Regions from separate parts of the Mus musculus genome. Here all the other regions are linked to region 2. The links are chromatin contacts, called in public HiChIP or PLAC-seq maps. All regions are on one chromosome and are shown on one strand. Each heading gives the region's core, a stretch centred on a gene start, on an enhancer-like site or on the middle of the called end of the contact. The rest is flanking DNA. Distances are from core to core; before and after follow the strand shown. Region 1 overlaps Septin9 (septin 9). Region 2 holds the start of Birc5 (baculoviral IAP repeat-containing 5). Region 3 overlaps Gm34418 (a long non-coding RNA gene). Region 4 overlaps Cyth1 (cytohesin 1). Region 5 overlaps Cyth1 (cytohesin 1). Region 6 holds the start of Dnah17 (dynein, axonemal, heavy chain 17). Region 7 has its middle 21 kb from the start of Gm34128.

Evidence for each region. HiChIP or PLAC-seq counts read pairs in DNA pulled down with a chosen protein or histone mark.
Region 1: a contact with region 2 is called in an H3K4me3 HiChIP or PLAC-seq map of embryonic basal ganglia, with 4 times the contacts expected there. The contact joins the enhancer-like site here to the promoter of Birc5 in region 2. A contact is called at or near these places in 1 of 39 promoter capture datasets (embryonic stem cells), 14 of 115 datasets of contacts at active chromatin or transcription factors (craniofacial prominence, embryonic basal ganglia, embryonic forebrain and 9 more) and 1 of 9 other capture datasets (adipose tissue).
Region 3: a contact with region 2 is called in an H3K4me3 HiChIP or PLAC-seq map of embryonic stem cells, with 26 read pairs. The contact joins the enhancer-like site here to the promoter of Birc5 in region 2. A contact is called at or near these places in 1 of 39 promoter capture datasets (cranial neural crest), 3 of 484 Hi-C or Micro-C datasets (CD4 T cells, CD8 T cells and embryonic stem cells), 6 of 115 datasets of contacts at active chromatin or transcription factors (embryonic hindbrain, embryonic stem cells, pancreatic cancer cells and 1 more) and 1 of 9 other capture datasets (liver).
Region 4: an H3K27ac HiChIP or PLAC-seq map of large pre-B cells shows a contact between it and region 2, with 3 times the contacts expected there. The contact joins the enhancer-like site here to the promoter of Birc5 in region 2. A contact is called at or near these places in 13 of 39 promoter capture datasets (the C10 cell line, the SN4741 cell line, cranial neural crest and 8 more), 2 of 115 datasets of contacts at active chromatin or transcription factors (the 230-238 cell line and large pre-B cells) and 2 of 9 other capture datasets (adipose tissue and embryonic stem cells).
Region 5: a contact with region 2 is called in an H3K4me3 HiChIP or PLAC-seq map of pro-B cells, with 4 times the contacts expected there. The contact joins the enhancer-like site here to the promoter of Birc5 in region 2. A contact is called at or near these places in 1 of 39 promoter capture datasets (embryonic stem cells), 2 of 484 Hi-C or Micro-C datasets (both in liver), 15 of 115 datasets of contacts at active chromatin or transcription factors (the 230-238 cell line, the NIH/3T3 cell line, T-cell acute lymphoblastic leukemia and 10 more) and 3 of 9 other capture datasets (embryonic stem cells, liver and macrophages).
Region 6: an H3K27ac HiChIP or PLAC-seq map of embryonic stem cells shows a contact between it and region 2, with 4 times the contacts expected there. The contact joins the promoter of Dnah17 here to the promoter of Birc5 in region 2. A contact is called at or near these places in 2 of 39 promoter capture datasets (the C10 cell line and macrophages), 2 of 484 Hi-C or Micro-C datasets (B cells and memory CD8 T cells), 15 of 115 datasets of contacts at active chromatin or transcription factors (the SCID.adh cell line, bone marrow-derived macrophages, effector CD8 T cells and 8 more) and 4 of 9 other capture datasets (adipose tissue, embryonic stem cells, liver and 1 more).
Region 7: a contact with region 2 is called in an HNF4G HiChIP or PLAC-seq map of pancreatic cancer cells. The contact joins the enhancer-like site here to the promoter of Birc5 in region 2. A contact is called at or near these places in 2 of 39 promoter capture datasets (embryonic stem cells and stem cell-derived epiblast-like cells), 5 of 484 Hi-C or Micro-C datasets (B cells, the P5424 cell line, embryonic stem cells and 1 more), 29 of 115 datasets of contacts at active chromatin or transcription factors (the 230-238 cell line, T-cell acute lymphoblastic leukemia, bone marrow-derived dendritic cells and 18 more) and 1 of 9 other capture datasets (pancreatic islet).

What each region holds. Positions count from the first base shown.
Region 1 is chr11:117,343,340-117,347,206 of GRCm38.p6, reverse strand. All of the region lies in intron 2 of Septin9 (septin 9), which reads right to left. Among named protein-coding and RNA genes, the nearest start is that of Gm51932, 9.7 kb to the right of the region's middle. RefSeq lists an enhancer at 1-3,867. Within about 2 kb of position 2,131, at least 83 of the 459 cell types and tissues checked have an H3K27ac peak or open chromatin away from gene starts, as enhancers often do. A contact at or near this core is called in craniofacial prominence, embryonic basal ganglia, embryonic forebrain and 3 more, where this site is marked.
Region 2 is chr11:117,847,276-117,851,048 of GRCm38.p6, reverse strand. It overlaps Birc5 (baculoviral IAP repeat-containing 5), which reads right to left and starts at 1,812. Exons shown (of 4, transcript NM_009689.2): 1 at 1,588-1,812; 2 at 1,186-1,295. The coding sequence starts at 1,698.
Region 3 is chr11:117,477,059-117,480,564 of GRCm38.p6, reverse strand. Gm34418 (a long non-coding RNA gene) reads left to right here. Exons shown (of 2, transcript XR_389180.4): 2 at 501-993. Among named protein-coding and RNA genes, the nearest start is that of Gm34418, 4.2 kb to the left of the region's middle. Within about 2 kb of position 1,509, at least 108 of the 459 cell types and tissues checked have an H3K27ac peak or open chromatin away from gene starts, as enhancers often do. A contact at or near this core is called in embryonic stem cells and stem cell-derived neural progenitor cells, where this site is marked.
Region 4 is chr11:118,182,047-118,185,894 of GRCm38.p6, reverse strand. It overlaps Cyth1 (cytohesin 1), which reads left to right. Exons shown (of 14, transcript NM_011180.4): 4 at 69-135; 5 at 396-514; 6 at 843-923; 7 at 1,901-2,013; 8 at 2,982-3,130; 9 at 3,564-3,675. Among named protein-coding and RNA genes, the nearest start is that of Gm38514, 46 kb to the right of the region's middle. Within about 2 kb of position 1,859, at least 17 of the 459 cell types and tissues checked have an H3K27ac peak or open chromatin away from gene starts, as enhancers often do. A contact at or near this core is called in hematopoietic stem and progenitor cells, where this site is marked.
Region 5 is chr11:118,220,653-118,224,580 of GRCm38.p6, reverse strand. The region is part of intron 1 of Cyth1 (cytohesin 1); the gene reads left to right. Among named protein-coding and RNA genes, the nearest start is that of Cyth1, 26 kb to the left of the region's middle. Within about 2 kb of position 1,625, at least 30 of the 459 cell types and tissues checked have an H3K27ac peak or open chromatin away from gene starts, as enhancers often do. A contact at or near this core is called in the 230-238 cell line and pro-B cells, where this site is marked.
Region 6 is chr11:118,127,802-118,131,849 of GRCm38.p6, reverse strand. Dnah17 (dynein, axonemal, heavy chain 17) reads left to right here and starts at 2,631. Exons shown (of 81, transcript NM_001167746.1): 1 at 2,631-2,966. The coding sequence starts at 2,631.
Region 7 is chr11:117,388,079-117,391,977 of GRCm38.p6, reverse strand. No RefSeq gene overlaps it. Among named protein-coding and RNA genes, the nearest start is that of Gm34128, 21 kb to the left of the region's middle. Within about 2 kb of position 1,762, at least 41 of the 459 cell types and tissues checked have an H3K27ac peak or open chromatin away from gene starts, as enhancers often do. A contact at or near this core is called in pancreatic cancer cells and trophoblast stem cells, where this site is marked.

The DNA.
Region 1 (3,867 bases), core at 882-3,381, 500 kb after region 2:
TTGTCGGGGTCTCCCACCCAGCTAGCTGGACAGGTTATTGGCCCTTCCCAGGTTTCCTGGGGTAGTATCACTTTAATTCAGTAAAGTTTGGAAAAAAAAACCCACCCCAAGGGCAAAGGGTGGATATGTTCTTTACCACCAGCTACTGAGCCTCAAGTAGGGCTGACTCCAGGGCGCTCCTGGCACATGAGAGGCCACACATTAGAACAAGGAGGCCAGACTAGAACTCTCCATTGGAGCCACACCTGGGACAGACATCAGTGTCCGTGTAGTATAAAAACTCCCCTCCAGGAGGCCCCGCGAGGAGACAGGGGGACTCACAAAGGCTCAGAGGTGATTCTCTGCACCAGGTAGGCAGGAGTGGGCAGAGAGGAGCCTAATGAGCCCACTGGGGAAATAAAGGTGAGGAAAAAAATAAAATAAAGTAAGATAGCCATGTGGGAAGCTGGCCCGTGCAGAGCTGGGGGCCAGAGGAGCAGGACTCGCCCTGGAGAGAGAGCGACAGTAATGGCGGCAGATTCCTATGTCCTCAGAGATCAGATCCACAACAAGGTCAGTCAGCAGATACACTGTGCTAAGAAACTGACCAGTGGGTGAAAGGGCAGGCTCAGGCAGGTGCACGGAGGAAGCTTTACAGAGTAAGATTTTAAATGGAGCCACGACAAACCCCCACAGACTCCCCGATACAGGAATGTTACGCCACAAAAAAGTGAGGACTTGAGGCTGGGAGAATGGCTCAGTGGATAAAAACACTTGTTATGGAATTACTGAGGACCCGAGTTCAAATCCCCAGTACTCCTGTAAGAGCCAATGATGACTCTATGTGCCAGAGCTGGAGGCTGTGGAAACAGAGAGGCATTCCAGAAGCTGAACTGACAGACCTTCAGTGAGAGACCCTGTCACACAAAAAAAGGTGATTGACGAAGGTCAGCATATTCCTCTGGTTTCCACCTGCTTGTACATCTGCGCACACACACGTATGGACACACACACACACACACACACACACACACACACCACACAGATGATCTAGATCAGCAGCTTCTGTGGCTGGAGAGATGGACAAATGCAGGAGGGATACAGAGTCAAGGAGCATGGGACATAAGTCTGAGGAGCCCACGTTAGAGGGGTCAAGGCTCTAGCAGCTGACTCCCTGGGCGGCTCGACCCAGGTTGTCAGCACATGGGTGGGCAGAGATGTGGAAGGCTGCTTTCTGGGGAGCTGGGACTTCCCCCATCTTCTTCACCCTGCCTTCACAGTGCCCTGGCCCCTGCTGACTCACCGGAGGACCCTGCGCTCCCCATAAATGTCACAAGAGGCTCCCTGTCCTGTTCCAAAGATGGAAACTGCATATAAATGATCAAATCTTGCAAATTCATGTGCCCGGTTTCAAAAGCCGAACTTTTTAAAAGTGCACATGGCTCATCTAATTTGATAAGTAAGTCAAATCGAATTACACTTCACACTTTGTTTGGGGCAGGAAGTGTCTCCTTGGAGTCTGGTTAAAAGCATGGATGCCAGAAATCTGAGACTCCTCCTGCACCGCCCCCGGACCCCCACTTGGAAACCCAACACAAAGGCTTGGCCTTGGCTTTGGCCTCAGTAGAGAGGGATTTGCAAAGGGAGCGCTTCCCACCTCTCCCAGCTGGAGTGCCTTCCCCAGTCCAAGTTCCAAGAGGGGACTTAACACTGCCCTGATGTGGTTTCCGCAAGCTGCTCTCTGCTGGGAGATGCTTGTGACCTTGCGTCCGATAAGGGCCTGGGACGGACAGAGAAGTTTGAGACTTCATCCCATCCACTCCTCCTTTCCTTCGATGAGGGCAGGGTGGGGAGGTGTGCAGAGGCAGGGGCCCTAGGCATCCCAAAGAAGGGAGTAGGGTCCCTGCTTTGGCTGTTTGCCAAGCTTCCCTCACCCAACCTCCCCTCTATTGTAGGGAGGACTCTCAAGGAGCCCTGTACTTCTGCCAACGTGGTTTCAATTGGCCCCAATCCACAGAGGCAAACTTGGACCAAGTCCAGGGGCGCCCCACCCCCCTCGAGGAGACCCCTTCTGTTCTTCATTTACAGCTAGCAGTTTCTCACTAGGCTGGGCCTATTGAGACATCAACCTTTGCTCAGGGCAGGCTGCAACCTGCAAGCCCTTCTCATTCATTTCCTCAAAAGCCACAGCAGATTTCCAACAGCACACTAAGGCCTCTGCAGAGCCCTCCAAAGTTCTGGGTCAGGGATTTAAATACGGTTCCGGTTCCGGGGTCCACTGACCACCCTGCTTGGGCCCATCCTTGGGGTCATCTATTACATAGCAGCATCGGGGAAGGCAGCCCTGACTCTGCCCACCCCCAGGAATCTCCAACAGCAACAGCTGCACCTGAAGATCCAGCCCTACCCAGGACGCCACTGGCATGTCCTACTGCAGCAGGGGCCATCGAGGCTGCTGGGCCACAGATTCCCTTTGCTCTTGACAAATGTCTATGGAGAAAGAAGGGGGTGGGAGAGAGGCCACTCCATCACCCCACTGTGGACACTGGCCATTTATTACAAGAATTTCCTCTTATCAGGGATGTCCCCTAAGGGGGGGGAGGCGACAGAGCTGCTTCCCAATCCCTTGACCCCTGTCCTATCAGCTGCTGTCAGCTGCTGACATACACCAGAGCTTGGGGTGGGTGAAACATGGTCAAAGGTTCCCCCAACTTATGAAATCATTTGAAATAACAAAAAGTAGACACCCCGCCCTACCCCTCTACCCTCCTACCCCCTGCCGCCAGAAATCCCGTGGACAAAGGCCTGACCCCAGAGATACAGATCTTTTCTGCCTAGGTCAGCTGATACTGCCAAAGGCTTCCGGGTGCCCCATTCACTTTGTTGTGGTGGGGGTGGGGGTCAGGGCATGACATGGGACAGGACGAGACTGAAGGCAGGGTCTTAAGGGCCAGGTAGAGAGAAGCTGGTCCTGGCTGGTGCAAGAGGGCGTGACCACAGGACCTTAAGGAAGAAGAAACCTGTGACTGTATTATGGAGTCCAACAAGGACAGGCAGAAGAACTGAGATGAGCCACTCACTCTTGCAGCTACAGATCCCTGTCCTGGGGAGATCCTGAAACCCAAGAATTCTAGCCATCCACCAGGGAACACGAATCCCTCGGCACCAGTGTATGTTGAAAGATCCTCACACCATGACCTAGTTCTCTAAGGAGAAGCAACCAACCAAGTAGAGCAAATGCCTCAGGGCAGCCTATGACGCACTGTTGAAATGAATGACCAAGCAGTGTCATGTAATGCTGCCTGAACAGAGAGTAAGGATGGGTGGGCAGGCAGACTGACAAATGGACAACGGATGGATGGATAGGTGGATAGACAGATGGGTGGTTGGATGGATGGATGGATGGATGGGTGGATGGACGAATGGGTAGATGGACAGACACGGGTAGATGGACGGATAGATGGATGAATAGATGGATGGATGGGACAGACAGACGGACAGGTGGGTAGATGGATGGTCAGACAGGTGAATGGATGGACAGACAAGTGGGTAGATGGATGAACGGATGGAGAGGTGACAGATAGACAAATGCTCATCACAGTTCAACAGGCATGTATCAAGACTCCATATACCAGGTCCTGCACTAAGTGTTTGGTATCTATAGCTACTGTTGTCCAAGTCTATATATGCAAGAACTGTCTGGAAGTGTAAATGAACTCTGGGTACCCTGCCCCTGCCCCCACTATTGGGAATGCTGTCTCCAGCTATACCACAATGGTCCCCCCTCTGTTTTATCACCACAAATCCAGTTAGGGTGTCTTATTCAAGGCTGTGTATGCTGTTAGTTATCCCTCTATCTCCCATTGGCGGTACACTAATGCCACAGGT
Region 2 (3,773 bases), core at 563-3,062:
CTGGAGTTGTAATTGATTGTGAGCCACCAGGTGGGTGCTGGGAACCAAACCTGGGTCTTCTGTAAAAGCAACAAGTGGTCTTAACCTCTGAGCCAGCTCTCAGCCTTTTTTTTTTTTTTAATTTTTTTTTTTTTTTTAGATTTTTAAAAAGACCTTAAAAAGTCACTAAGCTACTGATTTTTGCAGTAGATGGATTATATTTCAATAGACCTGTTTTTAATGAATCATAGTCCAGGATTATAAATTATTTCTCTGCTGGTTAAATGAACCAATTCAAGCCAGATTAGATGTTATGAAATGCAGGTTTATTGGAAAGCTGCTCCCAGGTGAATTCACTGGGCTCAAGGACTGAGGCCAGGGGAGTCACCATGGGAAGGTGAGAGAAAGAACACATGTAGAGAGAGAAGAAGAGAAGTCCAAAATGCCTGGATTATATAGGGTGGAGCCTCTGGGGGGAAGGGCTGCCCAGTTCCTGGGCTGGAAGTTCAGAGTTGGGGGCAAAGTATGCCAGGGAGGGAGTGAGGGATGCTGGGAGAGCCTGGAGTCCAGGTCTGCTTTGATATGTAGAATAAGCACCTCAGTTCCTACTCCTGGGGTCTGAAACCAAACAGGGGCCACTGAAATGGCCCAGGTGAGGATGCTTGCTGCCAAACCTGCTCACCTGAGCTCAATTCCAGGGACCAACACAATAAGAGAGAAGTTATCCCCCCAAGCTGTCTTGACACCAACATCCACCATGACACCCACATCCAAACATACACAAATAGAAATATAAATTAAGTAATAATAACATATTTAAAAATTTGGTTGGGCAGTGGTGCTGCACGCCTTTAATCCCAGCACTTGGGAGGCAGAGGCAGGCGGATTTCTGAGTTCGAGGCCAGCCTGGTCTACAGAGTGAGTTCCAGGACAGCCAAGGCTGCACAGACAAACCCTGTTTTAAAACAAAAACAAAACACAACAAAAAAACCTCAGGCAAAACCATGCATGTTGGCAACACTCAGGAAACCAAGGCAGAAATTGAGAATTCAAGACTAGTCTGAGCTGTATAACTGGAACACTTGAGCAAGAAGCATGCTCTTCTACTAAATACAAATGGTTTGTCCCAACTCCAGTTCAACCCAAAAGGCTCTCAATGGAAGGGGAACACCAGGAAACCCACCGAGAGTAGCCTGTGGGACTTACATCGGGTTGTCATCGGGTTCCCAGCCTTCCAATTCCTTAAAGCAGAAAAAACACTGGGCCAAATCAGGCTCGTTCTCGGTAGGGCAGTGGATGAAGCCAGCCTCCGCCATCTGAAAATGACAGCTCGTGAGCGGGATCAACAGTCTGACCTTATCCCATGATTCCCAGAGATCGTTCCGGGCCGAGAACTGAGGACAGTGGGAAGAGGCCCGGAGGCTAACAGTGGTTCAGGCAGAGGGTGGGGAGAGCGGGGGGGGGGGGTGGCCTCGTGGAGGACAGAGCAGAGCAAAGCAGCCTGGCTAACAGTACGAAGCGAGGGTGGGGATAGCGGGTTCTGATCCCGGGTCACACAACTAAGGCACCGTCGGGCCCAGGGTGGAGTCGCTGGAAGCTGGGACTCACTCGCTCTGGGGTGCAGGCGCAGTCCTCCAGGAAGGGCCAGTTCTTGAAGGTGGCGATGCGGTAGTTCTTGAGGTACAGCTGCCAGATCTGGGGCAGCGCCGGAGCTCCCATGATGGCGTCACCACAACCTCCGCCAAGACGACTCAAACGCAGGATTCAAATCGCGCGGGCGGAGGCGCGCCGCAGAGCATGCCGGGAGAGCCCCGGCCCCACGCCCTCGCCCGCTGCCTTCTGGGAGTGGACGGCGCGAGGCGAGCCGGGAAAGTCCCGCCCCACGCCCATCTGCGCCTGGCCTTGTGGGCGTGGCGGGCGCAGGGCATGCTGGGAGTTGTACCTTCTGCTGCGGTTCCTTCTTGCTATTCTGACTCGAATCTTCCGCAGCTGCTCCCCAGAGGACACGGAGGGTGGCCGAGGGCGGTGGACGGGCCTGGGGCACCTCTTTAAAGCATGTCCGCTGCAAGTCCCATGTGCTCTGCAGGTTCTTCCTGCCTCAAGGTTTGCAGGATTTGGCCAGCTAGATATCGGAATGGAAGTGCCTCGGACCCACCCACAGGCTGGTGGAGGGGCGCCCTTAGGAAGACAGGAGACCCTCCTCCCTGCAGCAGCCGCCATCCTTCCTATAGACACCCTGGGATGGAGGCGGGGTCTGTATGTCCCAGCGCTGGAAAAGAAAGTCAATGGGTGTCTATTTCTGAGACCATCGGCCTGGCTCAGACCAAAGGGAAGCAGCCATACACCGCAAGAGAGTCCAGGAGCAGAAGAAAAATACTGCTTCCTGGGTGTGACTGTTGGCTGCTGAGCCTGCCTTGCTGCGGGCCCGTTTTCAGTGTCTCTGTTCCTGTCGGGCGGCCTGTGGTTGCAGTGGCTTCTAAAGAGCTTCACACTGCAGACAGCAGGCTGGGCATGCCCCGAACACAGCCCAGGTTGGCGTTGCAAACGAGTGCCCTGATAATTCGGTTTCCTTTTCAATAAATCTCAGTAGGCTTCCTGCCAGTGGGCCTCCAATGAGCTCCAGGCCACCTCACAGATTGTGAGGAAGAACAGATCATACCACATAGGCAGCTGGAACAAGAGGGGTTTTGTCACGTCCCGAAGAAACATGGATCAAGTATCAATTCCTGTGGCTCCCCCCAGCTCTTCTCACCCTGCCCCTATCCTAAACCTCACCAGTCCAGCGTTTGAGCTTCTCTTCCCTGTATAGACCAGCCATTTCTACAGCTTGCTCCCTTGGTCTGAAACTTTCCACTTCTCTCTTGGTCCTCTTCCCTCTCTCATCTCTTCCTCTCCTCTCTCATGGCCCGGTTCAGATAGGACTCTTCCCTGTAGTGAGAATTTGAGTTTCTCTAAAAGCCCAGTTATGTTTTATGAATGTGTTTTTGTTTTAATCCCAGGTGTGGAGTAAGAGGTGGCTTCCCAGCAAATAATTAGGGTTTGCCTTGCGCAAGGGTGTGATTTTTGCCAACTTCAGGAGAGCGTTTATTGTTTGGAATTCTGGGAAGTCTTTAGAGGGTATAAATGCCTTGAGCCCTGAGAGAGACAGGGGTGCTCTGAAGAGGCTGCTCCTCCCCCTGCTGTTCCCCGTGCTCCCACTGCTTGCTGCTGCTCCTGCTCCCCGACCCTGCTGCTGCTCCACCTGCTGCTCCTGGTTACTGTTGTTGCAGTTTGTCAAATATTCATAAGCAGAGACAAGAAGTTGGATATTCTAATGATGAAGAAGACTGGACAGGCCCCAAGGAGCCCAGTATCCCAAATCAACAGGAAGTAGCCTAAAGAGGTCTACGCCCCTTCCCCTCTAACCTCCTTTCTTTCCTAGCATTGGGAGGTTGGAAGGGAAGCAGAAGTGTGGTAGCGCAAAAACCAAGCAACACTCCCTAGTGCTACAATAATAGGTCGTCGTTACCGTGCCCAACTGGAGTCAAAAACAAAAGGAAAAAACCCTAGTCAGGGTCTAGTGTGGCCCAGGCTAGCCTTGAATTCATAAAACAACTTCTGATCCTCCTGCCTTCATCTCCCAAATGCTGGGATTATAGGCACACACCACCATGCCTGATTTAAACACAGGGCCTCATGCATGCTAGGTCAGCACTCTGCCAAAGAGCTATCGTTCCAGCCCAGCTCAAAAGTGTGTACTTGTATGTGGGATTTGTTTCGGGGTGGGGGGGTGGGTGTATGTACATATATGTAAG
Region 3 (3,506 bases), core at 260-2,759, 370 kb after region 2:
CTGGGGGTTGAGCCCGCTTAGACTCTCTTGGACCCCAGTTTATCCTCTCATGAAGGAATAGCAGTGTGTGCTCGCCCAGCTCCGCAAGCCATGTGTTGTGGTTCCCTCTGTCTTATGTTAGGCAGTGTGCTGCATTTGCACTGTGCGGTTGGTTGTTACCAGTTCATTGTTAGTCTCTGCTCCCCAAAGTCCAAACAAGTGAGGCTCAGCCACCTGCCCCAATACATCCAACCCAGAGCCAAGCAGCGCCACCCTGGGGAAGCAGGTAAAAAACTTTCCATGACTCCAGATCCATCCAAGAGATGACTGCTTCTATGCTGGGGGTGGGGGGTGGGGGGTGGGGGGGTGGGGGGGTGGGGGGGTGGGGAAGGGGGTAGCCTCAGCTCCCACGGTTCTTAGTGACTATCATGGGTCAGCTGTCCTGTGGGGCTTCCTGTTGTCTGGGGCAGGTGTGGTCTCTTGTTGTAAAGATGTTTATTGGATGATCCGGATGTTTCAAGGAACCGCTGCACCTTGGAAGGAGAGAAGAGCCATGAAAGAGCAGAGCGACTCAGAGAGCAAGGAGATGGCGTCAGGCCAGCCACTGGCCTCAGGCAGCAACAGGGCCAAGCTCTACGGGGCTATGGGTCGGAGGGAGGCAGGAGCTCACCTCCAGCACCCACAGAGCCTTGGCAGCAGGAGAGAAGTTAGCTTGAGAAACGCACGGAATGGATGAAGAGAAGAAAGCTCGGTCCACTTAAGTGCATCGAACATAAATCGGAGGCTGGTTTCCAGCCCTCCATAGAGCTGGCCTGGGTCCCCCTCTTTGTGCCGCACTCACAGCCCTGAGCTGTAGTCTGCTCATCTTTAAGCCCAACAATCCCCGTGCTATCTCCCCAGCTTTTCAACCGCTGCAGCTCACGGCCCTGAACACATTTTGTGAAGGGCTAGAGCTGGACATATGCGAACAATTAAACTCCTCTAGATCCTCCACCCAGGAGCCAGGCCCTGAGACATGAAGTCATGCTTCTATTTTTCTCTCTTTCCTTGTGGAGAGGAGATTTGGGAAGGGTGGAGGGACCTGGCAAGAGGGAGAGCAAAGATGGCCGGAGCAGGAGAGCTGCCGGCTGGAGATTTGTTCTGGAAGCTGCAGATGGTTCCAGAAGGCGCTGGTTGCCCCCAAGGGTTCCCTCCTCTGGCCGCCACTGCTTTCCCTGATTCTTCCCATTGTTCTGAAGCCAGATGCAAGGACTCCTGTTCCAGGATACTGCCTCCCTCCCCCTCACAAGTTAGAAAGAAGCCTTGGGTGAGGGGCGCTGAGGGATTGCAGGCGGGGGAAGGGCTGCCCCTCTGCCAGGCACGCTGCGCTGCGGAATCACTGTTTTCTTTTCTTTCTTTTTTTTTTTTGAAGTCAAAACCACTCATGAGGCTTCCCCCTCCCCTACCCAGAGCCCCTCCATTATCCCTAGGCCATTTGGTGGTGGTTGCCATGGAGACCACAAGCAAAATGGCATGCAAATCAACACAGCAAGAACAACAGCAGAAGATGGGCCCAGGGAGTGAGGGCAGCTGGAAATGCCTCTACCCACAGCACCCCTAGAATAAAAGGCTCTGGATCCCTCAGGGTTTGAGGAGGTTCCCCATCAGCCATAGGACGGACGGAGGCTGAGTGGGTGTCCTGAGAGGATAACCAAGGAAAACTCAAAAAGCGATCTGCCTACTTCCTGGCCCAGTCTTTAGCATTAGCCATCAAATAGGGAGGGGCTCTAGGTCTGGCTTGGGGCCAGAAGGATGCTCAGGGCAGAGGCTTTCCTGGCCAGAAGATACCTGGCTCACAGCCATCCAGGGATGAACATGGCAGATCAGCCATCCCAAAGCCAGGTCCCTCGGGCTTGGCACAGGCGCTTTCTCTCCACCCATTTGGAAACCATCTCTGTTCAGACTCCTGGGGCCTCAAAGAGGCAAGGCAGCAGCTCAATTTTTTAAGAAGAAAAAAACCACAGCTCCCAAGAATCTAAATCTGTGAACTTGGGGCCTCTTGATTGAAATGAGAGTTGACTACGGAACTGGGGGTTTGGATGCCCTTTTCTGTATCCTAGAGGTTTCCCCACTGAGGTTGATCAAAGGCCCAGGAAATGGCCTGCGATAGGCTAGCGATCATGGTGCCGCCTCATGTTCCTGCTCAGAGGCAGTGGGGAGAGAGGGAAATGTTCTGCACGTGGCCTGGCTCCCTGGGTTAGGAGTGATGTGGAGGCTTCTTGGAGCAGTATCCCCAAAGCAGCAGTCAGTTCACACCAGGACCTCTCCCTGAGCTCCATCTCAGCTGCATGGTTTTCTGAGCACACACAGCCTGCAGAAGTGATAGGCTCAGGGCTGGGAAGGACCTGCCCCATTACTTCTGTAACTTTCTTCACCCAGAGCTCAACAGCCCACTGTGTTTTGAAGTGGAAACTTAAGGGTTCTTTGAAAAGTCAGTTGTGTTGGATGGTGTCTTGCTGGGGCAAACACACAAAGGAACATTTCGCCGAAGCAAACACAGGTGAAAGGATGTTCTGCTAAAGGAAGCATGTGAAAGGACACGTGATGAAGGATTCTTCACTTACGACATGCATGTATTGGTCCGTCTTACAGTGCATAGTTGAGCTCCATTTGTCAGGGCTCCATAGAGAGAAATGCACCAAAAAAACCTTCTAGTGGTGTGCTATGGCTTCTTGCTGCTTTCCGGGACACGGGCAGAGCGATGTCAACTGAGACAGACACACGGGCTGAGGCAAGACACTTGGTGAAGCAAGACCCGTGGAGGACACGTGAAGTTTGAGGGAATTATAAATAGGACTTGGTGGACAGTGATGGGAGCTGGCTGGGCTTGGCTTGGCTGGGCTGAGCTGAGCTTCAGGCTTGCTTAAAGAGCTGGCTGGGCAATGCTTGTTGGTCTTGAGTCTTCGCTGATCTTCGCTTCTTTGGGAGAGAGCAGCAGCTGAGAACTTTTCCTGGAGTCCCTCCTGCTGACTTGTGCTGATTTGGCTGAGGCCTGGCTATCCCTGTAGACTGCTGATGTATCTGGGAAGTGTTTGCAAGTGGACTGAGCTGCTGCTGCTGGCCTGTAAACTGAACTGCTGATTTCCTGACAACACAGATGGGATTTGTTCCAAAGAACCATCTCTAAACAGGTCCACTTCCCACCTCCCTTCTGCTCCATATCCTCTCGTTTCCATTGCCTCTGGTGGGTGGTGGGCTAGAAGGGAGGTTAAAGCATTTAAGAACCATTGTTTGAAAAAACAAAAAAAAAGGGGGGGGGGCTTTGAAAAAAACTAAAGTTATAATACTCTGTGTTCACAGCCCCATCTGCTTGCTCAGACCAGATATCTGGTGCATGGCCATGAAGATGGTCAGAGCCCAGGCACAGGGACCCATTTTCCTCTAGGGCATCTCCCCATGCCACTGGGGTGAAACTCAGGAAACTCCTGCCTCAGAAGAGGAAGGGTCAGCTCTCTGTCGCCTGTCCCAGGAACACTAGAGGATCAGCT
Region 4 (3,848 bases), core at 610-3,109, 330 kb before region 2:
ATGAAGGCTGCGCCAGCCTCCCAGAACTTCCTGCTGCCAGAGCACTAATGGCCACACTTGTCTTTCAGGAAAAACATGCAGAGGAACAAACAGGTAGCCATGGGCAGAAAGAAATTTAACATGGATCCTAAAAAGGTAAGCAGAAAATGAAGTGACAGTGGCCGGAGTATTAAGTGGGGGTGGAGCAGTGGGGACCAGGACTCTAAGTTGCTGTTCTCTGGAGTAAGTGTCAGGTGGTTACCCTCATGCTCTTGAGTCTGGGGCTCTGATTTCTAACTTAAGTCCCCCCATCCCTATGTTCACTGGTGGGGGTTTACTGGCTCAGGCTCCAGGTCTGCACTCATTTTTCCAGCCTCCACAGGCCAGCATCACTGCTCTTTCTGACCTTTGTGCAGGGGATCCAGTTCTTAATCGAGAATGGCCTGCTGAAGAACACTTGTGAGGACATCGCCCAGTTCCTGTATAAAGGGGAGGGGCTCAACAAGACAGCCATCGGCGACTACCTTGGGGAGAGGTGAGGCCCTTAGAGCTGGGTCAGAGCCAGTGGAAGAAGTAAGCTCCCTGCTGCCTAAGTCCATGGGGTGGGTGACTGTGGTACCAGGGCAGCCAGAGCCACAATGGCGCTGAGTGGAGGGATTACCTTACTTGTCCAGGGGCGTAGAGGTGCCTTGCTTGTTTAGTTAGCAAACAGAGCCAGGCCAACAGCCTCGTGACTGTGCATGGCCAGGCTGAGAGGTCTGATGGGCTGGGACTCTGGGGATGCCATCTGCTTGGGCTCAGGATGGGTCTTGGTCAGTGTCAGGGTCCGACGTGTGCTCCTCACTCTTGTCTGTCTCCTGTAGGGATGAGTTCAGCATCCAGGTCCTGCATGCGTTTGTGGAACTGCACGAGTTCACCGACCTGAACCTCGTCCAGGCCTTGCGGTGGGTGTCGTCAACCGGGCACCGTAGGGCAGGGTGGTTGTGACTGTCCTGAAGTAGTTTTCAGGAAGGCCATGTACATGCCTGCGTGGAATAGCATTCACTAGGACTGCTTCTTGGTCTTGGGAGTGGACAGACTGATCTGTCCTTAAATACTGAAATTATTTCTACTCTTCACAATAGAAAACCCTTTCATTTCTTACCCTAAACTAGGTAGCTGTGTATTTCGTTAAAGAAAAGAAAAGGAAAGGAAAAAATCAACTATCATTTTTCCCCTTGGAGACAGGGTTTTTCTTTGTAGCTTTGGCTGTCCAGGAACTCTATACACCAGGCTGGCCACAAACTCAAGATATCCTCCTGCTTCTGCTTCCCAAGTGCACCACCACCACATGGCTCAACTTCAGCTTTTTTGTTTGTTTATTTTGTTTTGTATTCCAGACAGGGTTTCTCTGTGTATCCCTGGCTGTCCTGGAACTCACTTTGTAGACCAGGCTGGCCTCGAACTCAGAAATCCGCCTGTCTCGGCCTCCCAAGTGCTGGGATTAAAGGCATGTACCACCACTGGCTTCAGCTTCAGCTTTTAAACCAAGCTTGTTTTGTGCCCTTTAAAGCCATTTTTTTTCTGCCGTGGATATAAATCCTAAGATTTTTTTTTTTTTGAACTCTGATTTTTTAATGATGCAGTGTTGCAGAACTAACCTTGTGGCTGTGGTCCCATATGATTTACAGGGTTCCATAGTGACTGCCCTGAATGAATTCTTCCTTTAGAGTTCATTTTAAATGATTAAGATCTGTATTTCACTTTTGTGTGTTGCTCTAAAGTGGGGCTGTTCTTCTTGGCTTCTCAGTTCATTTAAGGCCACAGTGGTTACATTTGCTTCTGTTCAGTTTCTGAAGCCCCCACTTCCTTCCCCATGTGTTATTAACTGCCACACTAGCAGCAAAACTGGTCAAAACAATGCTCCTGTCTTCACCCTCAGGCAGTTCCTGTGGAGCTTCCGGCTCCCTGGAGAGGCCCAGAAGATTGACCGGATGATGGAGGCCTTTGCCCAGCGGTACTGTCAGTGCAATACTGGGGTGTTCCAGTCTACAGGTGAGGGAGGGAGCCTCTGTGTGAGTCGGGGAGGGAGAGCTAGGACAAGAGGCTGAGTCCATTCCAAGAACAGTTACTTACTGGTGTGTACAACCTGGAAAGACTGAACGTATCCAGAAGACCAGCACTACACCTGGTGTGCTTAGTGGAGGAGTGCTTGCCTCATGTGTGTGCAGCACTGGGTTCAGAATTACAAAGCATATAACTATTAAAGATGTCTTAACACTGGGCAGTGGTAGCCTTTGATCCCAGCACTCAAGAGGCAGATCTCTGAGTTTGTGGCTAGCCTGGTCTTCAGGACAAGTACCAGGACAGCTAGGGCTACACAGAGAAACTCTGTCTCAAAAGCAAATTTATGAATATAGCTAGCTAGGCTACTTAAGCAAGACCTTGCCTTAAAAAGAAAGAAATATTATGTTCTTATGAAGATATTGGCATGGGAAAATGATAAGATTAACAAAAAAGCATATATATGTGTGTGTAATGTATATACCTATCCCCTGTGTATGTATCTATCTCATACATATGCTCGGGTGATAGTGCATTATAGTGTCTGTAAAGTGATTTTATAGGCACATTTATACAGAAGAAATAAAGCAGACCAAATTATTACTAAATAGAATTGCAGTTAATTTTTTCTTTTTGATACATTGTATTGGTCTGAGATTTTGTTGTATAGCCCTAGCTGGCCTTTTATAGACCAGGCTGTACTGGAACTCACAGAAATATGCCTTTTGAGTATGGAGGCTAACGTCATGCTCCACTACTCCCAGCCGTTTTATTGTTTTCCTGTTCTTTTATATCTGAAAAATAGAATGAGTGTCTTTAGTGAGGTCATGTGCCTTGCCCCTTCCAGGAACATAAGCCTGGGAACATATGTACACTTGGCTCATCTGCTCTTCCTGCCAGTGTCTCCTGTCCTGGGTAGCTGTCTCCTCTGCTCTCACAGCCTGGTCTCCTCTTTCTAGACACCTGCTATGTCCTGTCCTTCGCAATCATAATGCTGAACACCAGCCTACACAACCCCAATGTCAAAGACAAGCCTACGGTGGAGAGATTCATCGCCATGAACCGAGGCATCAACGACGGAGGAGACCTGCCGGAGGAGCTGCTCCGGGTGAGCAGGGCCAGAGCCACTTCATGTCAGCTGGCAAAGCATGCACTCGAACGGGATCCGGATCATAGGAGAGGAGACAGAAGGATAACTTGCTGAGTGCCTGATCACTTAATTCATTTAAATATGTGAATTTCACAAAGGCCAGCTGAGAATCAGGATGGGAGGTGGCTTCTAAATCTGAAACTGAAAATTAAAGGCTCAAGTAGGCTCCAGGCTGAGAGGCCTGAGTAGGCTCCAGGCAGCTATTTCTTTTTTCCTTAATTATCCACCAGGCATCTTATTTTTGTCCCTGTGAGCTGCTAGAAAGCAGAGAATGGCCATGTTCTTTTCTAGTCTCTGTGCCTTACAGAGACTACCTGTGGACTGAGTAGAGAGGAAGGGAGGAAGGACAGGCACTTCTCGAATCAGACATGCAGTGTGGTCTTTTATCCAGAATCTCTATGAGAGCATCAAAAACGAGCCCTTTAAAATCCCCGAAGATGATGGGAATGACCTCACACACACTTTCTTCAATCCAGACCGAGAGGGCTGGCTGCTCAAGCTCGGTAAGTCCCTCCCCCAGCTGGGCCTGCAACAGAGCCTAGGAGGAAAGGCTATGTGCACACAGGGCTGGGGGGTGGGGAAGCGGGCAGGTCACAGCAGTCCACCTCCATACCATTCTGGAGCTGTTGACAAGCAGTCACCACAGAACAGACTCCTGGACACAGACTCTGCCCTT
Region 5 (3,928 bases), core at 376-2,875, 370 kb before region 2:
TGGTTACATGTTGAAGTGCTGTTTCAGCTATATTTGGTTAAATAAAGTATAATCTTAAAATTAATATAGCCTATCATCTGCTTTCCCTTCCTCCCTCCTTCTTCCCTCTTCTTCCTTTTCTTGCTTCACAAACCTTCTCTACATAGCCCAGGTCCTCAAATTCAGGACACTCCTACCTTAGCTAGAATTACAGGCATGGACCACATACCTGTGAAGAATAAAAATATGTTTTCTAGATGAGAAAATTCTCATCTGGAGAGAGCAGGTGACTTCTGTCCAGCCCAGGCCCAGGCAGCTGGCTCCTGGGAGTTTTGGATCCTGGTGACATTTCTACAGATGTTGATGACAGTTAACTATCCATTCAGAGAGAAATTTAGATCCATTTGTTGTTTTATATTTTAATCAACTGCAGATGAATGAGTTTAGATTAAAGACAGACAGACAGACAGACAGACATAAATTTGGTGATAATTTTAGTTTTATTGGGAACACTAACTCCTAAGTCACCCTCCTTTAAACCCAGAAGTCATAAAGACTAGTTTGACAGACTAGACTATAGATAGATGAACTTTGTGGAGCAAAAGCCCTGACGAAGAAAGTTAAGAGTGGCAGTGGAGTAGCACATAGATCCAGAGGATCACTGTCCGGGCTCCATGTAGAGCATCTACCACCAGCAATGAGAACTCAGCCAACAGAGCATGGCGCGTGTGTGCTTGGCACCCCTGGGGTCACCCAGTGGGACGGAGAGAGAGTGGTGAGTGCCTCTTCCTGCAGGTGTTGGAGCAGCTTCACAGCTACAGCTGTTCATTCAGTGCACCCAAGAACCCTGGTCTTGGTTTCCAAATACCATCTACATTCAAAAGGTTCCACAGTCCTTGGCAAGATAGTGATGCCATGGCCTGATGTGACAAATCACGAAATGAGCCAGCCTGGAAGATCCTGTGATGGCAGAAAGCAGTGGAGTTTAGAAATGCTGAGCCACCGTGAGGACACTGGCAGTGGGATTACCACTCAGAAGCAGATGCTGAGGAGCAGGAGTCCCCCAGTGAGACACTAGTCTAGGGGTTGGAGTGCGGTTACAGGTAGCCTCACAGAAGCCCGCCTTACTCTCCTTCATCCAGTGTTCAGGGTCATCGATGCTGACAAAAAGATTGGTTGCCTCCACATACCTCTGACCCAGAGGCGACCTCATTTTACGTGTTATTCTTATCTAATCGCGTGACCTCCGTGTAGTCCGAAGCTGACAGATGGAGGCTGAGGGACTGATGAGCTGCTGCTCAGGTGTCAAGCCCTGAAACCTGGAGTGACTGCTGAGGGACCGCCGTGGGCTGAAAGTGACTGAAGAGACTTGCCAGTTAAATGTAGTGGGAACCTCTGGTGGTGTGCGCCTGTAGTCCTAGCATGTGGGTGGTAGAGGAGAGTCAGGAGTTCAAAGTCATCCTCAGTTACGTAGGGAGGTGAGGCTCATCTGCATTACAGACAGCCTGTCTTAACAAAGGATGACAAAGAACAATATTTACATTTTTAGAAATGAAATAGGTGAGGTATTCTGAGGTTTGAGCAGAAGGCATTTACATGGAAGGTGTACCATCTGAGTAAGCTCATTGCATTCACAGTTCCTGGCAGTAGTCACATAAGATGGTTCATGGAAACCTCATCGCCTCTTCTGCCCATTCAGAAATGTTCAGAGAACACTAAAGAGCTGTTTCCGTTAACTGGAACTCAGCTCTGAATACCTCACAATTCCCACGGGTCCTGGCAGCAGACGGATGGTGGAGAATGCTCTCTGTTCAAACACAGTCTCTGTGGAACGCACCCTTGGTTAGAGCCTGAGGTACAGCCTCGTGCCATGACACCTCATAGAACGTGCTGTTAGTCTGCTGCATACCACCCTCCCCACAGGGCAGCCATGTGGGTGTTTGGTGAACTCAGAGAAAATGGCCTGGAGACCATTGTCAAGGCTGGATGGAGGTTTCCTGTTGGGCTGTGAGTGGGCCCCAGATTGTTACTTCTGTGTTTTATCCACTGTGCTTGCCCTGCTTCCACAGAAGTACAGTCATCACACATTCCTATGCAGTTTCAACCAGGAGGAAGGAAGAGCAGGAAGGCATGCTGTCAGTGAGTATTGTTTATAAGACAACTCAGGCTGCTTATGCAATGTCTGCTTTATTTAATAGCAGGTTGGTTTTTTGGTTTTTTGTCTGTTTTGGACTGGCATTTCACATCTCAGAAAACTTCTTGTTGTCCATGAAGGTTTGTTTTATTGTTGCTGCTGCTGTTGTTGTTTTGTGGGTTTTTTGTTTTTGTTTTTGTTTTTTTTTGTTTTGTTTTGAGACAGGGTTTCTCTGTGTAGCCCTGGCTGTCCTGGGCTTGCTTTGTAGACCAGGCTGACCTCAAACTCACAGAGATCCACCCGTCTTTGCCCGAGTACTGGAATTAAAGGCCACCACTGCTAGCCTGTGAAGCTTTGGTAGCAAGGAGCTGCCATTTAGGAGTTTCAGAGTTTAGGCAAACTGTTCCTATGTGGTACCATGGGATGAGGTACAAGAGAGAGCATGGTGGGAGGGGTGAGGTACAGGGGGAGTATGTGGGAGGGGTGAGGTGCAGAGGAGAGCAAGGTGGGAGGGTGCTCAAAGAAGGGCCAGGGCAGATGGCTGTCACCTCCTTCACCCCTAAGCATACTTCATCTTGAATTAGAGATGATGATGGTGAGGATGAGATGACTAGAGAATGCCTATTCTGCCTCAGTCAAATAGCTCAGAGAGATCAAGTAGTCCTGCAGAAATATCTCTCTATTACTTTGCGAACTCATCCATGTATTTAAATTTCACTGGGTGGATTCTCAAGACTGAAGGCTCTGGTCTCTTAGCTAACAGATCTTGCCAGACCATCCGGCAGTGTGATGGATCAGTTTCCTGATAGGACTCCTGTTTGCCTTTTCTCCATCCCTGCTTCTTGTAGTCCACTCTCTGGAGTAGGTTCCTTGCCTGGGAAGAGAATGAGCTTTGGTGTGACTGGGCACACAGTTGTTTTCAAAGAGTGGAGTAACGAGGAGAGTGGGAGTAGGAGCCAGGCGTGCTGGCTCTTGAGGGGACTCCTGTGCTGCGCAGCTCTGTCTGAAACTGTCCTCCATCTCAGATGGGGCTTCCTCACCCCAAAGGTTATATCTTTTGAGATGGTGACTTCTGTGTAGCATTTGTTATTTCTAGGTCACCTCTAAAGTAAATGCCAGACGATGCCACCAAGTTCTTGGTTTTCTCAAAAGGCATTTTTCTTTCCTTCTCCAATTTCTCCACTATTCCCACGGGGGAATTTTTTTTTATTCTTCCTCTGAGCTTGGAGTTCTTCAGCCTCAGAACTCCGTTCTTAGCTGCTTTGTGGTCATCTGTTCCAGCTGCCACCCTGTGTCCTTCAGTAAACCCCATACTTAACACTTGGGGACAAAGTGCCAGACAGAATGGCTCATAAAGGTTCCGCAGTGTTGGCCAAATCTGAGCGGAGCATTCAGTACACACTTGACTGTAGTTACCCTGGGCAAGGGAAGGCTTGCTGGACAGAGGGATGCTGGCATAGTGGTGTAAGCCTGTGCCAGCATTGGAAGGCAGAGGTCTACATAATGAATGTGAGACAATCCAAGACTACAAAGTGAGTTCCAGTCTCAAAGCATCAAGAGGGAAGAAAAACCCTAAGGGAGAGTGAAGCTGAAAGTTGCCACATAATCACAAAATGTATTTCCTACATTAGGGTTGCACCAAACACACTTTCAAAGGTAACTTAACAGCCATGGCGAGCAACAGTGTATTCATTTAGCCAGCAGAGGGCAGCATAGACCAGTCTCCGGATACAAGCGGGTTTTTTTTTTTTTTTAAGTTTATTTTTTAAACTTTTTCGTTAATTAATTAAAGTAAATTTTTTGTTCTCTTCACTC
Region 6 (4,048 bases), core at 1,382-3,881, 280 kb before region 2:
TGTTACTGTTACTATGTGTATACATGCTGGGTGTGTGTGTGTGTGTGTGTGTGTGTGTGGCTTATGTGTCACAGCAAGTGTGCTCAGCAGACAGCCTTGTGTTGTTGCTTCTATCCTTATGTGAGTCAAGGGCTCAAACTCAGGGGGTCGGGCTTGTGAGGCAGGTGTTTTTACCTGCTGAGACATTTTACTGGCCCAAACCTCTGTTCTTTATAATTTAGCCAACCTGTGGTATTCCGTTATAGTAGCAGAAAACAGTAAGAACTCGGGGTTGGGGGGAGGGGACACGCACAGGTGAGAGTCCCCAGTCAAAGTGCCCAGCATGCTCAGAATCTTCTGATTGGTTTAGAGAAGCAAGCACGTATGAAAAACCACACCAATTCCATTCGAGGGCTATGAGCTCCTAAAACAGTTTAACCCTCCAGAGGAGGGAGAGTCCATTTTCTTTAAGGAAGTGGCTGGGGTAGGTCAACCACATCGTGTTCTGGGAGTGGACAGCCCTGCCTCAGGGGATGTGGGCAACGCAGCCTGGACTCTGGGTTGTTTTAAAACAAAGAAATTGGAAATTGGAAGGGAGGAAGAGTGGATCTAGGAAGAACTAGGAGAAGAAGTAGGCAGAGAATATGATCAAAATACATAGCATGAAATTTAAAAGTGGATAAAATATTAAGTATAAAGTACTATATAAGTGGTCCAATCTGGAAGAATAGAAGGTTTTGAGAAAATAGATGTAAGCCGAGCAGTAAGGAAGCACACACCTTTAATCCCAGCACTTGGGAGGCAGAGGCAGGCGGATTTCTGAGTTCGAGGCCAGCCTGGTCTACAAAGTGAGTTCCAGGACAGCCAGGGCTACACAGAGAAACCCTGTCTCGAAAAACCAAAAAAGAAAAGAAAAAGAAAGAAAGAAACAAACAAACAAACAGAGAGAGAGAGAAAGTAGATGAAAGCCCCATGGAGTAGTCGTTCGAGAGTAAAATTCTGTGGAGGGCCCTGTTCTGAGAGGGTGAGTGCCTTCTGCTGTCTGCAGGCTCAGAGCCCAGACTTTCCTGTTTCTGAATGGTGAACAGCACCCATCACCTGCCCCGCTACCTAAGTAGCCAGGAGAATGTTCTAGAAGTTCCAGGTACCTTGAGGACACTCCGAAAGTTCTGTGGCAGTTGGAGCCTCTGGAGGAACAGAAGCCATTTCCTTTGGCCGCTGGGAAAGGGCTCACCCACTCTTGACAGAAGCACACACTGGTCCGGTGAGCCACTGTGAAGCAGCTTAGGGGATTGGGGAAGAGCTGAGGGGCGTTAGCACACAGGGTAGGAGCCCAGGTCCTAGCTGGCAACAGACTCATGACTTGCCACGCACTGTCCCTGATCTATGCTCAGAGCTGGCCAGAAGGAGTTCAGGCCAGCAAGCTGACTGCCATGGCCCCACCCCTTCCTCTTTGGGTCTTCCAGGTACCCTCCCTATAGCTGCCCTTGAGCCAGCCATCCCCAAGCCTGACAGTCTAAGGGGCTGGTGGGCCTGAGAAGCACTCGTGGGACAGTTTTGTAAACCTCCATCTCCTGGCCTGCACCCCAGGAAATAGTGCCTCGGTTAACTAGAGGGTTCAACCTCCGCAGTACCACAGACTTTGCAAGCCTTGGAGGAGGGCCCCCTTAAACACTCACATTCCAGTGTCTACATGTAGTAATGACATGGTACTGGGAGGGGTTAGCTGCAGTAGCACCCATGAGTCATGTGTGCTCCACAGACATTGCTGCATGGCTCCTCCTGTGTGATGGAGGTGCTGCTGTAGCTCCCCTAGTCCATATCAGACAGGCTCAGGGACCACTCTCAGTTTCTCTCTCTCCCCTCTCCACCCCTCCTACTTCCTCTCTGTTTCACTTTCTATATCTATCTTGCAACCTATCACAGAGAAACCCTAAGCTCTAGGAAAGCCCTGGGTCCCTGAACACCACACAGCACCTTCCCATTCATACGGGGCTGGGACTGAGCCCCTGTTCTGGTGTGGGATGGCACTTTGAGGACCCGGGTGTGGTAGCATCACAAAATCTTTGAGCCTTAGTCAAAGGTTAGGATCTGAGTGCTTCCGATGTGGCCTCCAAAAGCTGACATTGGCAATAGCCAATTCTGGAACAGGCTGACACCCACCCATAGGCCTGAGGAGCTGAATAGCCCAGGTTTTGTATGTGTGCAGATGCCAGAGGTTGGTTGATCTCAGGAATCCTCCCTTGGTTTCTTCTCAGCTGCTCCCCTCCCCCCCTCCCCTTCCCCCTCCCCCCTCCCCTCCCCCCTTCCCGTCCCCTCCCCCCTCCCCTCCCCTTTTTGTGCCCCACCCCCACACTGATACAGCCATTTCCTTTTCTCTTTTCCCTGTGTCCACCTATCTTCTTTCCCAGCTCACTTACTTTTGTGGTCATAACAACCCAGGGGTACCCTGTTTACCTGATGACCCTGCACCAGGGCAGGAAAACGCCCTTGTCACCAGCGCAACCACAGATAAAAACAGAAAGGCCCATGAGCCCCTTTCACCAGTGTGGTTTGGAAGGAGGGTCTGTGTAGTTCTAAAGGCCCAGAAGCCAGCTGTAATCTGCTTGTTCATTCCACAGAGGACGGTGGTGTAAGGAAAGGTGACAAGCATGCCAGACCTCAGAATCGATTATCTGGAGACAGTGTCTTCTGTCCTCCTCAAGTTCAAGGCAGACAAGTGGGGCAAACTGATTGGAGCAGAGGAGAACATGGCCCTGCTCACCGAATTCTTCGACAAAATAGATAACCCTGTCCTGGTGCTGACGCTCAATGCTGCTGGTATGATCATTCCTTGCCTGGGCTTCCCAGAGTCCCTCAAGTCCAAAGGAGTTTACTTCATCAAGATGAAGCCGGAGAACATCACCAAGGACAACTACAAGACCCACCTCATCTACGGGGACATCAGCCCCACCACCGTGGACCAGTTGATTGCAGTAGTGGAGGAGGTGTGCCTGGGCTGGGAGGGTGGGACCAGGTGGGAGTGGGGTGGGAGCTGGAACAGCAAAGCTTGAGAAGGACTCTGAAGAGCCTAAGACCTTGCTGTTCCAATGGAATGCATCTCCCAGTGGCTCACCTAAGAGCTGGTTGGAAATACAGACAGTCCCACTCCAGGTGATGCGGCAGGAGTCCAATAGGCTGGCCCTCTTCCCTGCATTAAAGTTGCCCTCTCTTCTCTGCCATCTTCTGTCACTCCAGGTGTAGGCCATCTGAGAACCATTGGGTGATTCCCCTGTCTCTGGGTCTTTGAGCTAGGAAGGATCTTTTCTATTCCTCGGTATTTGCCGCTATTATACGTCATACTTACCCTTGGCAGTGCAGTGGGGTGAGGATAGCCTCTAGTGGGCCACACTAACAGCCTATGTATCCTCCCAGTCACCATAGAACAGGACCCAGGACTCTGCCTGTGCTTGTTCAAAGAGGAATGTGAAGGCAGGAGGTCACTCCGCAGGGCCTGCAAGCCGAGACTGGGAAGCCTGGCAGGCCACAGCCAAATCAGCGGCATCTCTAGTGCCAGGTGCTCTTGAAGCTGGAAGCCCAAGGCCCAGGGGTCAGCTGGCCCTCTCCTGTTACCCCTCTGTCCTGGGCTTAGATGGCCACCTTTCCCAGTTCCCCTACCGGATAGATTTTTGTGTCCTGATCTCTTCATATAAGGTCCCAAGTCCTACTAGTTAGGGCTCAGCTGCTGTCCTAACTTACCTCATTGCCTCTTCAAAGGCTGTATTAGCCCGAGGAGAGATGGCTCAGAGGACACAGGGCTTACTGCACAAACAGAAGAGCTTGGGTTCCCAGCTCCAACACCACATTAAAAGCTAGGTGTGGCCATGGCATCTTGTAATGACAGCCCTTGGGGACAGAGACGGAAGAGCCCATTGACATGCTAGCCATCTAGTCCAGTTGGTAAATGTTCTAGGTCCAATGAGAGACCTTGCTCCAAAACAAGGTAGAAGACACACTGACCTCTGACCTCTATGCCGGTTTATGTGTGTATGTTACACACACATATACATGCATACATACACACACTCAC
Region 7 (3,899 bases), core at 513-3,012, 460 kb after region 2:
TCCAATTCCTGTGGTCCCTGATGCGTCTGCCTAAGGCTTGGGGACATTCCCAAGATGGTAGTTTCAAGAAGGCATCTTCAATGCCACCATCCTTTTGGACCATCGTTCACGCCTGAGAAACACTCCTTCAGGGAGTATGTGATTGCTGGTAGCTTGGGTGGGACCGTGGAAGGGAGAAAAAAAAAAAAAAAGGACCCAGCACAGCAGGGGAGGTGAGAGAAGAGAAGATCTGAGCTGAGTGTCTGCTGCCGTTTGGGTGGAACTGCCTGCGTGGTGCCCGATGTCCCTTAGAGCAACTTGCCTTGGCCATCTGTCTGCCTGTCCTTGCGCACCTTCCCAGCCCAAGGGCAGAAGGCTGAGGACTGAATGCCAGGCCAGTCCCTACCCCCTTCCACCCCCCCCCCAAGGGACCATCCAAGTCCTTGAAAACATGACCTCCTCATCTGGTCATTGCAAATTAAGATTGGTCCCCAGCCCTCTGACCTCTCAGCAGTTTGACCTGAGATAAATAAAGTGTCCTGTTTGCTTAAGAAACTGACTGCAAAGCCCAGAGGCCCAGACGTGAAACATAGACTGGGAGGGAAGGGCTCTGTTGGGGGCCTGGTGTCTGCCTGAGGCACAGGAGTTGGGAAAGACTGAGCTCCTCCTGGCTTGGGGCTGCCACTTCCTCACCACTTCCTGCCTGTCCTTCAAGTACAGGGAGGGACAGAAGCTCTGCTGCCCAGGAGGACCGATGGATGAGTCTCTACTCACCTGCCCCCACTCTCCTCCCCCACCCCCCACCGTGTGTCACCTGGTCCTTGGGAAGGCGAGACCTGGACATCCTGGAGAACTCTACAACCCTGGGACCATAGACACCTCCCAGATGTGTGAGCCACACCCTTTCTTGTTTAATGAGGTGACCCCCAGCAGGCTCTGTTACCAGGAATTATTTCCAGTTCACTGGTACCGTGAAGCTCAGAGAAGTGAAGTTGCTGGACCAGAGCAGTGTGGTGAGTGTCAGGTCACACACGTCCCCTCCCCTGTCCTGGTGTCCTTTCTGTTGCTGTGATAACAAAGGACTTAGGGAGCTGGAAGCATGGCTCGGTGGTTAAGAAAGCAGACTGCTCTCACAGGGTACCCAGGTTTGGTTCCCTTTGGCTCTCAGGATCCCAGCTCCCACCCAGGTGGCTCACAACCTCTTATGGCTGCAGCTTCACAGAGATCTGGCTTTACAGACACCTGCACTTGCACGCACATATTTGCACACACACACATACATATACACACATAGTTAAAAACTTTAGATCTCTTTTTTTCTAGTTTGAACTTTGATTTTATTTTGAAAGAAAGCACATACTCATTGTTTTTTAAAAGACAGCTCTCATTTTTAAAAATTTTTGGTTGATTTCTTTGTGAGTTTCACATCACGCACCCTAGTCTGACTCATTTCCCCATTCCCTCATATCTTCCCTCTGCCCTTGCAAAAGAAAATAAAAAACCCACACAAGCAAAAGGACTAAGCCTAGGAAACATCTCATCGTGGAAGCTGTGCTGTGTCGCAGTGTGTCCCACAGAAAGTGTCCCTCAGTCCACACATCTTCACTGGCAGATGGCCGTCGCAATGAGTCATTGGTCTGGTTCAAGGTCTCTGGTTTCTGTCACACCGTCAATATTGGATCCTCGCCAGGACTCCTCCCGGTTATCCTGTTGTTGCCCTGTGCCCTGGAGATCCCAAGCTCTGGGTCAGCAGGCCTGGCCCTTTCCCATGCTCCCACGGTTCACAGATGTTGTAGATTTGGGGATGGGTCAAATCAAAGCCCTGAGTCTGGACCTGGGTGGAAGCTGAGCTAGCTGATCAGGCGCTCTCACATCCGCGCCACTAGGGGGCGCTCTCCAGCCCTGTCTGTCTGGGCCACCCAATCCTGCCATCCGCTGGAGGCAAGGTCAGCTCTCTCCTGCTTTCATGCCCTTGGGACCAGTTCATCCGCACCCACACCTTCAGAGCCAGCTTTAAATCCCTTTTTAGTAGTATTTTTTCATGTTTTGCTGGTGTTTGAGGTGCGCCGAGCTGAGCCTTCATGTGGGGGCTGGGAATTGAACCCGGGTCCTTCGCAACAACAAGTGCTCTTAACCCCTGACCCAACTCTCCAGTGCTAACTCTCTTTTTTAAAAGTGGTTTTTAAAACAAACAACGTAGGGGAGAAAGGATTTAGTTTAGCTCACCAGCCTAGGTTATAATTCTTCATTACTGGGCAGTCACAGCAGCAGGAGTTTGAAGCCAGATCCTTCAGTCACACCCGCAAGCCAAAGCAGAGAAACAGCTTGCGTGCCTAGTTCTCAGCTTGCTTTCTTTACCCAAGGAACGGTGCTACCCACCTTCAGGCTGGGTCTTCCCACATCAGCTACAGACGTCAAGACCATCCCGCCACAGACATGTCCACTGGCCACCATGATCTAGCTAATCCCTCACTGAAAACACTCTTCCCAAATTACTCTAGGCTGTGTAGAGTTGACAATTAGAACTGATGTCCCCCGACCTCCCGCGCTGGCTTCTCGTGCTCTGCCCCTCCCCTCATCTCTCTTTCTGTCTCCATCTCTCTTGCTCTCTGTCTCTTTGTCTCTCTGTTTATCTTTCTATCTCTGTCTCTCTGTCTCTGTCTCTCTTGCTGTCTCTCTCTGTCTCCCCCTCCCACACCTCTCTTTTTGTCTGTCTCTCTTTGCAATCAGGTCTCTATAGTCTACAAAGGCCACACTCCAGTCCCTGGGGAGAGGGTCTGAAAACAGGATTCTGTCCCTGGAGCTCTGACTCAAGCCTTCGCTCCCCTGCACCGCGATGTCCACAGCAACTCTCTTGTACTTTTCTTCAAAGATACCTACCTCTCTCAGCAGAGCTCCTATTCAAGGTTCAAATGGGAATCTCTCTGCCTTTAAGGCCCAGTCACAAAGTCTCTGACAGGACACTGTACACCACCCGGTCTGTGGTCAAGAAACTCTGTCTCTGGCTCCTGCCCATCCCAAGCACAGAGAGGGCATCCCGCCCTGGACTCCTGAGCTCCAGTTCTCACTGGAAGAGACCTTCCAGAGCCAGAAGTGGAGGCTTGACAAAACATCTATGCACATCTACACACACACACACACACACACACACACAGAGAGAGAGAGAGAGAGAGAGAGAGAGAGAGAATGTTCTAGACAACCTTAAGCTGCATAGCCACCCTAGTTCTTCCCGATAAAAAGGGGTCCCCAGCCCTTCCAGCCCAACTGCTGCGACCTTGTAGATAAACACCCATAAGCAGAGCAAAGCAGGCCAGAACTGGATCATCTCTTCCTGAGGCTCCCAGCCAGCACCTTACTTAACTCCAGACATCAGCCTTGAGGAAAGGGCTGTGAAGCCTCTGGGCCCTTCCCTACTCACAGCCTCTTCAGCCTGCCCAGTCCTGTCCCTGAGGTTACACCCACCCACTTTACAAGCTCAGGTCCCCTCAGACCAGTTTCCTTCCAGAGTTTGGGGGGGGGGGAGGGTGCTGTTCCTACAGTGAAGCCCCAACCTCCTTCCTTCAAAGTTGTGATCAGGCGCATCTGCTGCTCCAGCCCCTGTACTGTCATCTGTGACTAAATCACCATCTAGAAAGGCTCCTTGCTTTCTGCATATGACTGTACTGCCCACCCTCAGAGGCAGAATCCACAGAGCCCTGGACAGGGACCTGTCATTTTATGTTCCTGGACTTGGTTGCCATGTTCAGTATGGCTTCAGGGACTGATGTGAGTGGGGCAGTAGGTGAGAGAATAGGAAAGGATTCACACACACAGATACACAGACACACAGACACACACAGATACACAGACACACAGACACACACATACATCTACACACAGACATACACACACAAACACAATATACACACATATCTATACTT